Regions from separate parts of the Rattus norvegicus genome. Here region 1 is linked to region 2. The links are chromatin contacts, called in public Hi-C maps. All regions are on one chromosome and are shown on one strand. Each heading gives the region's core, a stretch centred on a gene start, on an enhancer-like site or on the middle of the called end of the contact. The rest is flanking DNA. Distances are from core to core; before and after follow the strand shown.

Region 1 (6,233 bases), core at 2,388-4,887, 73 kb before region 2:
ATGAACTAAATTCACAAACGGACATGCTAAAATCGATAGGCATGTTGTTTCCTCTTTTGGCTTAGGCACAAACAAGCCAACAGCAAGATGGGAACCCAAAGACAAATCCTGTCTTTTATTGGGTCTTCTGAAGGAGTCTGCAAAGTCAGGAATACCTGACTTTGGCACCCAGGTCAAGTGCTAGCTGTGTGATGGTTAGAGGAACAAACCTCATTTCTCTCCCCATAAAACAGGAAGAGCAAACCTCCCTTTTTGGTTGTTTTAGGATGAAATATGTGCACCTAACATATAGAGCGACAAGTGACCATTATTGTCATTAGTGCACAGAGGATTTGAGGACCACCTTCAGGCACTACGGATGCTAAGATAAATAAACCCAAACTTTGTATCCACAGCTACGTGTAGCAACATAGCTAGAAAGAGGGATACAATTCAAATAGAAAGTAACCTGATGAAAGGCTCTGCAGTCTGAGCATGATGGCTCGTGTGGGAGAATGTGACCACAAGTGGTTGACCCCCATGTGATGCACGGTGAGCACTGCAGAACTAGTGAGAACCTGCCCAAGAACGTACTCATCTCCTGTTTTCTCTTCAGCCCTCACCTCTTACTTACACGTTAAATAGCCCTTATCTGGAAGAAGCAACACTTTGGGTTTGGGAAAACTTGAATGCCTAGTTGGAGTTGGGTAAAAATCTAAACACAGTATCTTTCCTTTTTTCCCCCAGCCTCCCTAGTACTGGGTCTAAAGGCCTAAGCCATCACACCTGACTTAAACATGGTATTATTTTCTACTTCATAAATGGCTGAAAACCCTGAAGATAATCTTGTTATTATCTTTGTGGTTTGGTTACCTTCTTACTACAGCTTATCACATATTATTAGCTAGGGTTCAGAGTTTCCACTCCTTGACACTCAAGTTTTACATTTTAAGTATTACAGGGTTTTGTACTTGGAGATGTGCATACTCGACCTTATTCCTTCTCTTGTCCTTCATCCTCTTTTCCTCTCCTCCATGTGGCAAGCCCACTCTCACCCACTTCCGTGCTTTGCTCTGGCTTCCCTGGGCTTAGATAATCATCCTGTTCATCAACATAGCAGCTCACTGTCTCATGTCTGCTAAAATGTCGTACTTGCCATTAAGCCAATCCTGATCAGACTATCACAAATCACCCTACCTGATAAAATATACTAATTTATTAGGGTTTTTTGTTTGCCGACAAGCCCTTCATTACTGCTACCCATATAAGTCTGGGAACTTATAAAGGTCCTTCAGTTTTGCTCCTTTAGGTTCCCAGAATGCCTAGTATAGCTGCTGGTACACACTAGCTTAGAGTGGATGAAGTGTGGCCAGAATGTCGTCAGGGTAGGAAGTAGAGAAAAGTAAAGCTGGAGAGAGCTGAAGAGGGTTTGAATGCTGGGGCAAAGAGCTTAGATTTTTATCTGGTCAGTAACGGGACGCTTGAAAGGCAAGTGGTGTGTTCAGATCTGCATCTTCGATAAATCATTCAAGGAAAGGCCCTGAAGAGAACGGTAACGGCACAGCCTTACAGTAAAGGTGCTGCTGGAGACAGAGAGGCAGCAAGGCAAGGACCAGTGGGAACAAGAAGGGAAGACACACATCTGTGGTACTACAATAGCTTAAACTAGGCATGTTTTGATGGCTGCCACAGTGGGAGGGGAAAAAAGAACTCCCAGGACAGTTCTCAGAGTTGCCCCATAGGTAACTGGGAGGTTAGACTAAGTGACAGCTAGAATGTGGGTGGGAGTGGGAGTAGTCAGAGAGGTGATGGGTATGTTTATGAGGTGATAGTGTACATACATACATACATGCATGCATGCATACATGTATCTCTCTATGGTTAGAGAAATAGATCTATAGGAATATATCTCTCCAGACATGTGGAAGACAAAATCTGGGACTCAGATCCCCCTCTCCCTTCTTCCAAGGATCCAACTTGGGAGGGTAATACGCATGCTAATCAGAAGGCACTCTAATATGGAGCTAAATCCCCAGTCCAGAGGTTTTCATTTCTACCAAACAGTAATTACACTTAGTTTTAAAGAGAAAACAACTTTCATTTCAAGTCTCAACCAGGGACCCAAAACACAGCTGTTTTAAGTTAAGAATTTATGTATCTGTTCTATGTGATATTTTTTTTTTTTGCCCAGATAGCAAAAACGAATTTGATTTTTGTATGTAGTTATTTCTCATTCTAGACTGCACTTTATGATAGACTTTCAGCTAACTGCCCGGAGAAAATAATAACGTCTCCCCTCTGAAAGTCACCGTGTTTGGTTATGAAATAGCTGGTAGTATAAGCCCAACTCTGTCATTTGGTAAAAGTACATGGGAGAAGTTAAAGAAAGTCAAGGGCGATATTACATATTCAAAACAAATTTGAGGAAATACTTCCAGGAGGACATGTAATTAGTCAGTGGAAGCTACTTATCACAACATAGGATTGAAGCACGTGGCTTTGCTTCCTCCTTAATCAAACGTCTACGTGAAAATAAAAGATGTCACTGAGAACCTGAGAACTCACTCCATAGGAGGAGGAGTAAACCTAATTTAAATAATAAGTTATTGAGCGTCTATTTTGTGCCAGGAACTAGAGTAGATAATTGTCCACTCTTTGTAAATTTGGTTTCCTCTTACTCTTTAGGAAAGCAAACACAACAAAGACAAAGGGCTCAGTTCAGAACCCGTTAAATGCCCTCAAGTGGTGGAGGCATCTTTTGAAAGGAGGAAAAGCAACTTTCTTTCCAAAACCCAATCTTTCCCTGACAATGTCCCTTGTTACAGTTGAAGGTGCTGTTTAAGAAGGAAAAAAACGGAGAAGGAGAGAGGCAGTTTGATGACATGTCCCAGAACTTCACAGGTAAAAATGTACAAAACGTAAACTAACTTCTGTATAATAAAAAGAATGACCTGGACTATTGAATTCCAAGAGATGAGATTCCCCAGGCCATGGGAGAGCGTCTTAAAGGGTCAGCTGCACACAGATAGGAGTTAAGCGCTGGGGAGTGCGTGGGCAAACATTTTAGATAGCTTCTGAGTCACAACTAATCCCAGAGCTAGCAGAAACTATTCTTTGCATTTTTGCGTTACTAATTCCAACCAAGTCACCCACCTGGGCTAACAAGTAACCCTTTAACCTCAGCTAACCTAGTAAACTACCTGGCAGGTTTTCCTTCTGGTAAACAAAAGGCTCGTTCAGTGTTTGAAGGATGTAACATCCACTTGGTTTGGAGTTTTGCTTACTATGCCCTGGCGGTTGCTGTCACTTCCCAGGACATTTCACGGACACACAAGCTCAGACAGCAGTGCTCTTGTAAGGCGAGCAATCCGGGTCCCCTCCGCCAAGAACCGTTCCCCCACGCAACCTTCCCACTCCTCCCACGTAACCCCCAACCATGAACGTGTGCGACTCCTTTCTCCTCCGATGTCTCCCTCTTGCACTGGTTGCCTCAAAAAAAAAAATAAAAGAAATCTAAAAGCGCCGAAACAAAACAAAAAAGTAATCACTCGTGCGTGAACCTCTAGCCCAGAAAGTGAAAGTGAGCACAAGGTACGCAGTGCTCCGTGGAACGCCCGCGCGCGCGCGAGGCGGGAAGGGGCGGGGCGCGAGCTCGCCCTGTGCTGGTCACGTGGCGGGAGGCTGTCCAATCCTAGAGGTCCTTGGTTGGGACCCGACCCGGTCCTCCGAAGCCTGGCAAGCGGGTTGTAGGCGAGCTGGCCCGGCTGGTACTGCGGGAACCAGAACCGAGTGGTTTGCAGCCCCGTGTGCACCAGCCACCCCCAAACCCCCTCACACAAACACACTTCCACTGTTGGATGAGCCACTTCCATTAGCTGCCGGAGCTGTTTGGGTGGGGAAAGTGCTTTTCCCTCGCACATGTGGGCCCAGGAACGAAGGGATTTCTGGCTCTGTTTTGCAGGTCAGGGAGGGAACCAGAAGTGTGTGCCTCCTTCCATTAATGCAAGTTTGCATAAGGGTAACTTGAGGAACTCTGAGATTCGGGTTTTCAGGGCAAAAATCCAGTATGTTTTGGTGTTGCCATTTTTCCTACTTTGACAGACACCAGAGGGGAGCTGAGCTACTGAAATATAGGGGCAGGTAGTAGGATGCAAGATTTAAAATTATATTTAGGTTTTGGGGTCGTTCCACAATGAGAACTTGTGGAAATCGATTCTCTCCTTCCACTATATGGGGGATGAACCCTGGTCATCGGACTTGACAGTAAGCGCTTTAATACACTGAGCCACCTCTCCAGCCCTCTCTAGAATACTTTTAAATGACTGAACGTTTTCCCCTCATAACACCTTAACACTTCATACGGTGCTGTAATCTAAAAGAACCAAATTCCTCACTCGAGGTTAGGTTTTTCCGTAATCTCAAAGACTCCCGGGAACTGTGGCATCTGCGTTTTTTTAACCCCTAATATCTACCACAAAACAAAAGCTGGCTTTTCTTAGCTAAATAACAATGGGGAAGCTGGTTTCAGCCACCTCTGAGCAGACAAACCCCCACCCCCAAAGCCCTCGTCACTCTCCAACCTGCCCTTAGGTATGTTTGTGTAATCAGAGACGGATTGTAGCCGCTTTGACGTTTCTCCTGGGAAAGCTTAGTTTGCATTCATTGAAGTTGCTTGTTTTCCCAGTCTGTTGAGGCGCAGAAAACTTGCACTGGGAAGACCAAAGGTTCTGCGGCCGGAGATCGTCGGGAGCTGCCGGGGCTGTTCAGGTGTGCGGCTTAGGACTGCGAAGAGCTGTGGGTCAGTGGAAGGTCTTTAAAACGTTACTTTTGCTACCTTTGGAAATGTGCTTTCAAAGAATGGAACCGGGGGGTAGTGTTTAAACTAGGATATCTGTGTGGGGAAAGACAGACACCCAGTGTTGGGGACACTTAACCAGAGGGGACCTCCTGTTGCTTCATCCCTCCGAAGGCATTCATTATTTAAATTTTTAAAACGGGATAGAAGGGAAGAACTTAGGATCTATCCCTTCAGTCTGTTCAAAGAACAGGTCGAATTTCATGTCACCCGTTAGTTAATAAAACAGAGTCGCATACACCTCATTTTGGAATGAAAACTTAATATAATGTCGGGATTTCTGAAAGGCCTGCCCCAAATGAACAGGGACAACCATGTTTTACTCTTCGTCAGTACCTCAAAATCTGCCCCCGAAGTTTTAGGCGCTGGAAGAGGGACGTGAGAGGCAGAGCCACTCTGGGGATGGAGCTGAGGGCTGTCGCTAGCTCGTCCCAGATGCCAGCATTAGGACTCCGAGACTCGGTGGGAGGCGAGGGGACAAGGTAAGACCCAGAGGAGGGAGACTCAGGACCGTCCCAAGTTGGAAAAGGAATTCGGAGCTAGCGACTCACAGTTAGACTACGCAGTACAAGACAGCGCAAATTATTTTAAAGGCGGGAACGGGGGTGGGGTGGGGTGGGGGCGGACATCTACCCTGCAGGAACACTGGTGCTGCCAGACCCTCCAATAGGTGAGAGGGAGCAGACATAGCCTTCCTGCATCTTCTTTGAACTGAAGCCCTTTTCTTCAAAGTCATCAAAGGAGGAGGGAAGAAAGGAGGAGAGAGGTTTAGGGTGATCCAGAGATTGCGTCCGTTCAGAAGAGATGAGGAGAACCGGAGAGCCAGGGGTGCTGACAGAGACCCTGAGGGTCACAGAGAGATCTTTCTGTGTCACGCCCCTCCAGGCTCTGGGAGGAATGGGTTGTGCGAGACAAATTTGCGAGAACTCCTGGCGGGGGTGGGGGGTGGGGTGGGGACTCCCACTGTCTCGGGCTAGGGTGCTGCCAGTCACTTTCTAAGTGCAGAGCAGATTCTGTAGCATGGATGGCTGGGCTTGCGATCCAGAGTAATTGGTAAACAAGCCAGGCAATCTGCCTGGGGCAGGCACCCTAAACCAGAGTCAGGGCCACTGGAGCTTCCCAGCCTTCACACCTTCCCTACCTGTAAGCACCGCGTCGTGCTGAGCTTGGGGGTGCAAAGCTGGAGGGGGGGCGGTGGCGCCCGGAGCTACCGCTCCTCCTTTTCCCATTTTGAAATCTAGAAAGATGAGTCCTACTCAGGTCTATACTTTTAAGTTCCTGGTTAAGTCTCACCTTTCCGAACCTCTTTAGGTTCTCAGTTCCTGGCTAGTGAATAGGTTAGGCACCGGCAGAGGATGGTTTGGGCAGGTGCCAGGTAGGTGACTCCCTACCCTGCGTG
Region 2 (6,340 bases), core at 3,526-6,025:
TCGGTGATTCATGAACTCATTGTGACTTCTTTAGCTCTCTTTGTCCGCTTCTTACTCCCGGAGAATTTGAGTGCACGTGTATATGATCCAGCAAATGCACGCACAGACAGACACACACACACATCCTCTACCATCTCCCATCTTCCCTTAGAAAGGAGAAGTATTCATCAGCCCCCCCCCCCATTTTCTCCCTCCATGACCGAGCCTCTATTCTAGGCTAACCTGCTTTGTAGCTGAGAATGACCTTCGATTTTTGATCTTCCTGCCTCAACACCCCCATGTGGAGATTATAGGCCTCTTTATTTACTTCATGCAGTGCTAGGAATCGAGCCCAAGGCTTTGTGTACACTATCGTCTTTTTCTTTCCACTGTGAGCCTTTCTCCTTGTTGTAGCGCCTCTCCTCCCACTGAAAGAGAGAGGCATACCCTGGTCCCGGGCTCTCACTGGTGCGGAAGCTATCCTTCCACCCTCAGACTCTGAGAGGAGATTGTTCAAGGAAAGTGCCCCTGAGCGTGCACCTGCCCTGATGCCTCCTCTCTCTCCTTAAGTCTCTCCACCCTGGATCCTCTCATTCCTTTTCATACCAAATCCAGGCTAGACGTCCTCTGGGTTCAGAAATGATTGCTTTCCCCACAGCCTTTTCAGAAGTTAAGATCCCTCTCAGATCTGAATCACCATAATAAAAACATAGTTAGAAAGGCAATCCGAGATCTTGGAAACCCACAGTGGTTTCCCCCACAAATGCCAGGGATAGGAGGGTTAGCGACTGTTGGCATTATTTGTGAAGTCGGTGGATGTTACAGAGTGATATTAAACTGAACTTAGAAGTGTGTGAATAATTAGATAAAACCAAAACTGTGACAGAACCAAAATATACTGAAGTGTCATGACATGGACAGTGCTGGGAAGCCCTGTCACCTCGGCCATCTTGAAGGTTTTTATGGGCCTTAGGAGAGTGTTTATCTTTGGTACAGTCCTCGAGAGAGGAGAGAGAAGAGCTCTCCTTTAATTTACTTAATCTCTGTTTCCCTTCTTAAGCAAGTCAAAACAGTGACATCATTCTTAAACGTCCCACAGGCCCCTAGGATCGCCATTCCAAAGTCTAGGCCCTGACGATGTTTGTCCCAGTTTTGGGGGAGGTGAGCTGTGTGTCACGCGAAGGAAGCTTATGCTATTTTTAAATTGATTTAACACATCATCGAAACATATCGTGCACATAATCACACCCATGACACACACGCTGCCTTGTAACACAGCATGTGTCATACATACATTCTCTCTCTCTCTCTCTCTCTCACACACACACACACACACACACACACACACATAACTTGCTCTTCTTGTCCGGCTCCTAAAAACGGAAGGCAGCCAGAGAAGCCAAGCCCGGTTGACTTGAGTTGAAAAGGCTGTTCAAGTTTAAAAGCCAAGTGCCCCCTCCAGTTCTCAGCCTGGCTTTGAGACATGTGGGAGGGCTTCAAAGCCACAGAGCCCCTCTTTAAGGCTCAGACTTACAGTTGGTCCCCAAATGTTTACCAGCGTGAAGATGCCTAGCTTACAGGAAGTGGGAAATGGGTGTGGGGGGTTGGGGGTGGGTGGGTGAGTAGGGAGTGGGGAAGAGGGTGGGGGGTGATCTATTGATGTGGTTAGCCTGTCATTGACCTTGTTTGGGTATAACAGGAGTTGAATTAGAAAATGAAAACTCGTTTCATCTTGAACATATTTTATCCCATTTTTTTTTCTTACTTTCCTTACCGGGGGGGGGGGGGGGAATTCTTTTTAACCCAAGTGGAGTCCGGTCTCCAGATTTGGTCCTCAAGTTCCTTCCATGCCACAATAGTTGTTTTACCCTTAGAGTCATCTGCCGGCCTACAGAGTGATACCCAACCCACCCAAAGACTAAAAGGGGCGGGGAATCTAGCCCAGGAGCTGAAACTGAACGAATGTTGGGTTTTGATGATGCATCAGAAGAAAAGGACCAGGCTTTCTGAGAACAGAGCTATTCGGATCGGCATGGGCTACCATTTCACAGACGCTTAACGAGAGATCTCTGTGGGGGAAGGGCTGATGAAGGAAGACAGCTACTGAGGCTGGGGTGTCCTAACACGGGACGAAATGATAAAACGACTAAAACCGTACCCAGTGGTTGTTTAGAAGACATATTTTAATACTTAAGATTCCAGACCCTGGCCGCCCCCGTGCTTTCTGCTGCGCACCGGCGCTAGTGTCTCCCAGTGTCCTAGCTTTAGTCCACATCCTGGGCGCGCCTAGCTCCAGCCTTTGAAGTGCTGGGTGACGCTGAGCACACCGTCAGGCTCTGCTTAGCTAATCTGCTCTGGACGATACCTAAGTCGGTCATATGAATGTGACTTTGTTGAATATGATCGCACTTCCTTTCTCCTCTTTTTGGTGCCCTTCCTTTTAGCTTATATCACTATCTCCCCTTAACTACCACGATCATCATCAAAAATTGGCCTGGAGCTATTTATTTTGTTTTGTTTTCCCTCAGCTCCTGGTATCAAGAAACAAACACTCCAAGGATATTATACTCCAATACTGTATCTCATTTTTTTTTTTATTATTTCCTGATAGTTTCACCCACCTGGAACTAATTTTAGGGTTGCCTGGATAAGCCTCACACTGATATTTGATGTTTGCGTCCTCCCTATACTCAAGCCCATTTCACCACCTCGGAAGGTGAGCGCAGGCTGATATTAATTAACAGTGAGTTGATTCACTGGCATCTTCCAGTCATTAAAGCAAACATTTGGCTTAAAATAGCCCTCTTCCCGGTTGACTGCCACCCTTGGCTTATTTCTTTACGTCACAGCGGTGGAATCACTGACACTTGCATGGTATCTGTGCCCCAAGAGCACTGAGTTTATCCTGAAAGGGAAGCAGGGTAGAAAGAGGGGGGTGGGGGGAGCCTGTGTTAACTGCTGTGTGTGTAGTGGAGACAGCTAGCAGCAGGCCAGCCCTTGGGATGACTGCATTGTTTTTCTGTCCGTGGTGGTGCTGACTCAGCATCAGTTAATGAACCCTCTGCAGGAGGCTGGATTTCTTTTGTTTAATTATCACTTGGCCCTTTCTGAGAACTCTTAAGAATTGTTCATTCAGTTTTATACCCGCGGCACAAGAGCACGCCAACAGCCCGTTTCCTCTTGGTGCTAGCGCCCCCTCTGGCGGAAAATGTAATAACAGGTGGACCTGCAGCCCCCAGGGAGCAGTGTGCTACTCTCGTCAGTCCCCTGGTATAAATTTGATTGTTCTGAACTACACAGGTTGTAGAAGGATTTTTTTTTTTAGATGTACGAGCCATTTTCTGTGACACAATCTTCTACCTCCTACCCACCTCTCCCCCCCACCCCAAAAAAATTTTCTGGGAAAGTTTCTCGAAAGGAAAACAGATAAACAGGCCTGTCTTTACGATTGAGTTGAGCTTTTGTTTTGCTCTGTTTCATTTCTTCCTGTAAACAAATACTCAGATGTCCACTTCATTGTATGACTAAGTTGGTATCATTAGGTTAGGTCTGGGTGTGTGAATGTGGGTGTGGACCTGGATGTGGGTGTGTGTGTGTGTGTGTCCCGTGTGTTTAGAATACTAGAAAAGAAAGATACCTCAACGTAAACTTTCGGGAGAGGTGATTTTTTTTTTTAAGTGGGGTGGGGGAGGGGGTAGGACCCGCGATGAGGCAAGCAGGAAAGGGGGAAGACTTGGACTTCTGTGATCTAAAAAGTCTTGCGTGATGGGATGCTGGCTATAAATGGGCCCTTGGCAGCATTGTTTCTGTGAATTGGAGGATCCCAGTGAAGGCAAAAGACCATTGAAGGAAGTCCCGCATCTGGTTTGTTTTGTAATGAGAAACAGGAATGCAAGGTCCACGCTCTTAATAATAAACAAACAGGACATTGTATGCCATCATCACAGGATGTCCTTCCTTCTCCAGAAGACAGACTGGGGCTGAAGGAAAAAGCCGGCCAGGCTCCGAACGAGCCCCACTAATTACTGCCTCCGACGGCTTTCCACTCACTGCCATCAGTCCAGCATCCCCCTTTTTAACTGTGAGGCATTCATACTCTCCATTGTGTGTCCGGGCTCAGAAGCCTGGCTGTGGGTTTGGGAATGGGAGGCAGGAACAACAAAACCAGTACATAGGATTATAACTTTTTCCTGTTTCCCTATTTCCAAGTGGTTGAAAGGAGGAAGTCAGGTCTGACCAAGCTGACTGTATTCAGTTAGCAGGAGAAATGAAATCCTATACGTTTCGTACTAGAGGAGAAACTCCTTAGAATATTTACTTCACCAGCAATGACTCCAGAACTAACACAGCGACATTGTAACGCATGTGCTGCCAAAAATACTTCAGCTCTGTCCTTCGAAGTACGGCGGATCCTGTAATTGAGACACCGAGTCTAGGTGACTAGGGTTTTCTTTTGAGGAGGAGTCGTCCTACCCCCCCCCACCCCCCCACCCCGCCCCATTCTGCCGCGACAGGAAGCTAGCGATCCGGAGGACTTAGAATACAATCGCAGTGTGAGTAAACATGGAGGGCAAGCGCCTGCGAAGGGAAGTAAGAAGATTCCCAGTCCGTGTTGAAATCCATTTGCAAACAGAGGAAGCTGCCGCGGGTCGCAATCGGTGGGGGGAAGCCCTGAACCCCACGCTGCACGGCTGGGCTGGCCAGGTGCGGCCACGCCCCCATCGCGGCGGCTGGTAGGAGTGAATCAGACCGTCAGAGTTGGTAAAGAAGTCTGCGGCCGGGCTGGGAGGGGAAGAGCAGTCAGTCGCTCGCCAGCACAGACACTGCTGCCGTGACACTCGGCCCTCCAGTGTCGCCGAGACGCAAGAGCAGCGCGCAGCACCTGTCCGCCCGGAGCGAGCCCGGCCCGCGGCCGTAGAAAAGGAGGGACCGCCGAGGTGCGCGTCAGTACAGCTCAGCCCGGCAGGGACGCGGGAGGATGTGGACTGGGTGGACATGAGCGAGGCTTATCTCAGATGTTGGATCTTCTCTTGGAAAAGCGTGTGGGTACGACCTTGGTAAGGAACCAGATTCTGCCTTTAATACGATTTTAAAACTTTTTTATCCCTTTTTCTTTCCTCCTCCCCGACCCCCCCCCCTTTTTTTTTTTTACTTTTCTTTTCTTTCCCTTTCCCCTTTTTCTTTTTTAAAGAATGAAGCCGAAGTAGAAACCAGCGCTTCTGCTTTAGTGCGCGGAGCACTGTCAAACATTTAGAAGACTCTTTTTCCCCCCTCACCGTATGATTCATTAACCCTTTCAGTTCTAGCCATAATTGTCAATTCGCTGAAATTTCAGTAGTGGTTCTTGTCCGCTTCCCCATCCGCTGCCGGTAAAATAACTATCCCGGTTGGCTTAGGTTTTCAGTTTTATTTAACATCGTTTGTCCAACATGACTTTACATGTTGGAACTAAGTAAAAAATAATATAGTTTAAGTTGTAACCGAGACGAGGACAAGTAAACATCTCTCCTCTCCTAGGAGCATCATATTTAGGGGACGTGTGGGGAATTAATTGTAAAAACCAGCTGGAGGGACTCCGGCATAACCGTGTTTACATTTTCACCAGCGCACGTTCTTACATGGATATACTCAGTCCTAATTTTATCTGCGGCGTCTACGTGGGAATATGTTGCAGAGGCTGTCTTATCGTTTTTGCTTTTCCTCTTTGGAAAGGACTTTTTCCTAGGGCAGATAAGAGGAGGATCCCCCAAGTCTTCTGTATAACTTTAGTTACAGTAAACTGTGCCACTTCAGTGACTTCTGGGAATTCATGCACTTTCACATTTAAATAGAAAGTGCTATTTGTGGCTAAGGGCTCCTAAAGGAATTCTCTTCAGGGAATTCTATTGACTTTTTTTTTTTTTATGTTTTGTTTTTAATTTTCCTATCTGGCTCGAGATGCCCACCGATCAAAAAAAAAAAGTTGCTGGGTGTTTCCCCTTCACCCAATTTTTCTTTTCCTGTGGTCCAAGGGAGCTCGGGAAGGCTGGTGCTCAGGGATGCTGGCAGGATGCAACCCCTCTCAGGCTTGCCTGCTGGAGGCTGAAAGAGGCTGAGCGCGCGCGCGCGGTAAAGGGAGGGAGACGCAGTTGTTTTGAAAGTTGTTTCGGTAGGGAACTGGTGGGAAAGTTCAGTTTTCCCCATTTGGAAAAGGCAGGCTGGGTTCCGCTCCTGCACCACACGCGTTTTCCATTTTTAGCTTCATTCAGACGCAGACAGCGCCCCTGCTTCTTCCTCCCCTTGTTTGTGACACTTCTCTGAGGCAGCTTTTCCACAGCTCTGAGGGTCTGGCGGCCATGACCCCGGGTGTCCCGGGACACAG

Evidence for each region. A called contact is a pair of places that touch in the nucleus more often than the background predicts.
Region 1: a contact with region 2 is called in a Hi-C map of liver, with 4 times the contacts expected there. The contact joins the enhancer-like site here to the promoter of Prdm1 in region 2. A contact is called at or near these places in 5 of 12 Hi-C or Micro-C datasets (Schwann cells, hepatocytes, liver and 1 more).

What each region holds. Positions count from the first base shown.
Region 1 is chr20:49,634,580-49,640,812 of GRCr8, reverse strand. No RefSeq gene overlaps it. Among named protein-coding and RNA genes, the nearest start is that of Prdm1, 74 kb to the right of the region's middle. Within about 2 kb of position 3,637, at least 9 of the 93 cell types and tissues checked have an H3K27ac peak or open chromatin away from gene starts, as enhancers often do. A contact at or near this core is called in liver, where this site is marked.
Region 2 is chr20:49,562,523-49,568,862 of GRCr8, reverse strand. It overlaps Prdm1 (PR/SET domain 1), which reads left to right and starts at 4,775. Exons shown (of 7, transcript NM_001107639.2): 1 at 4,775-5,036. The coding sequence starts at 4,995.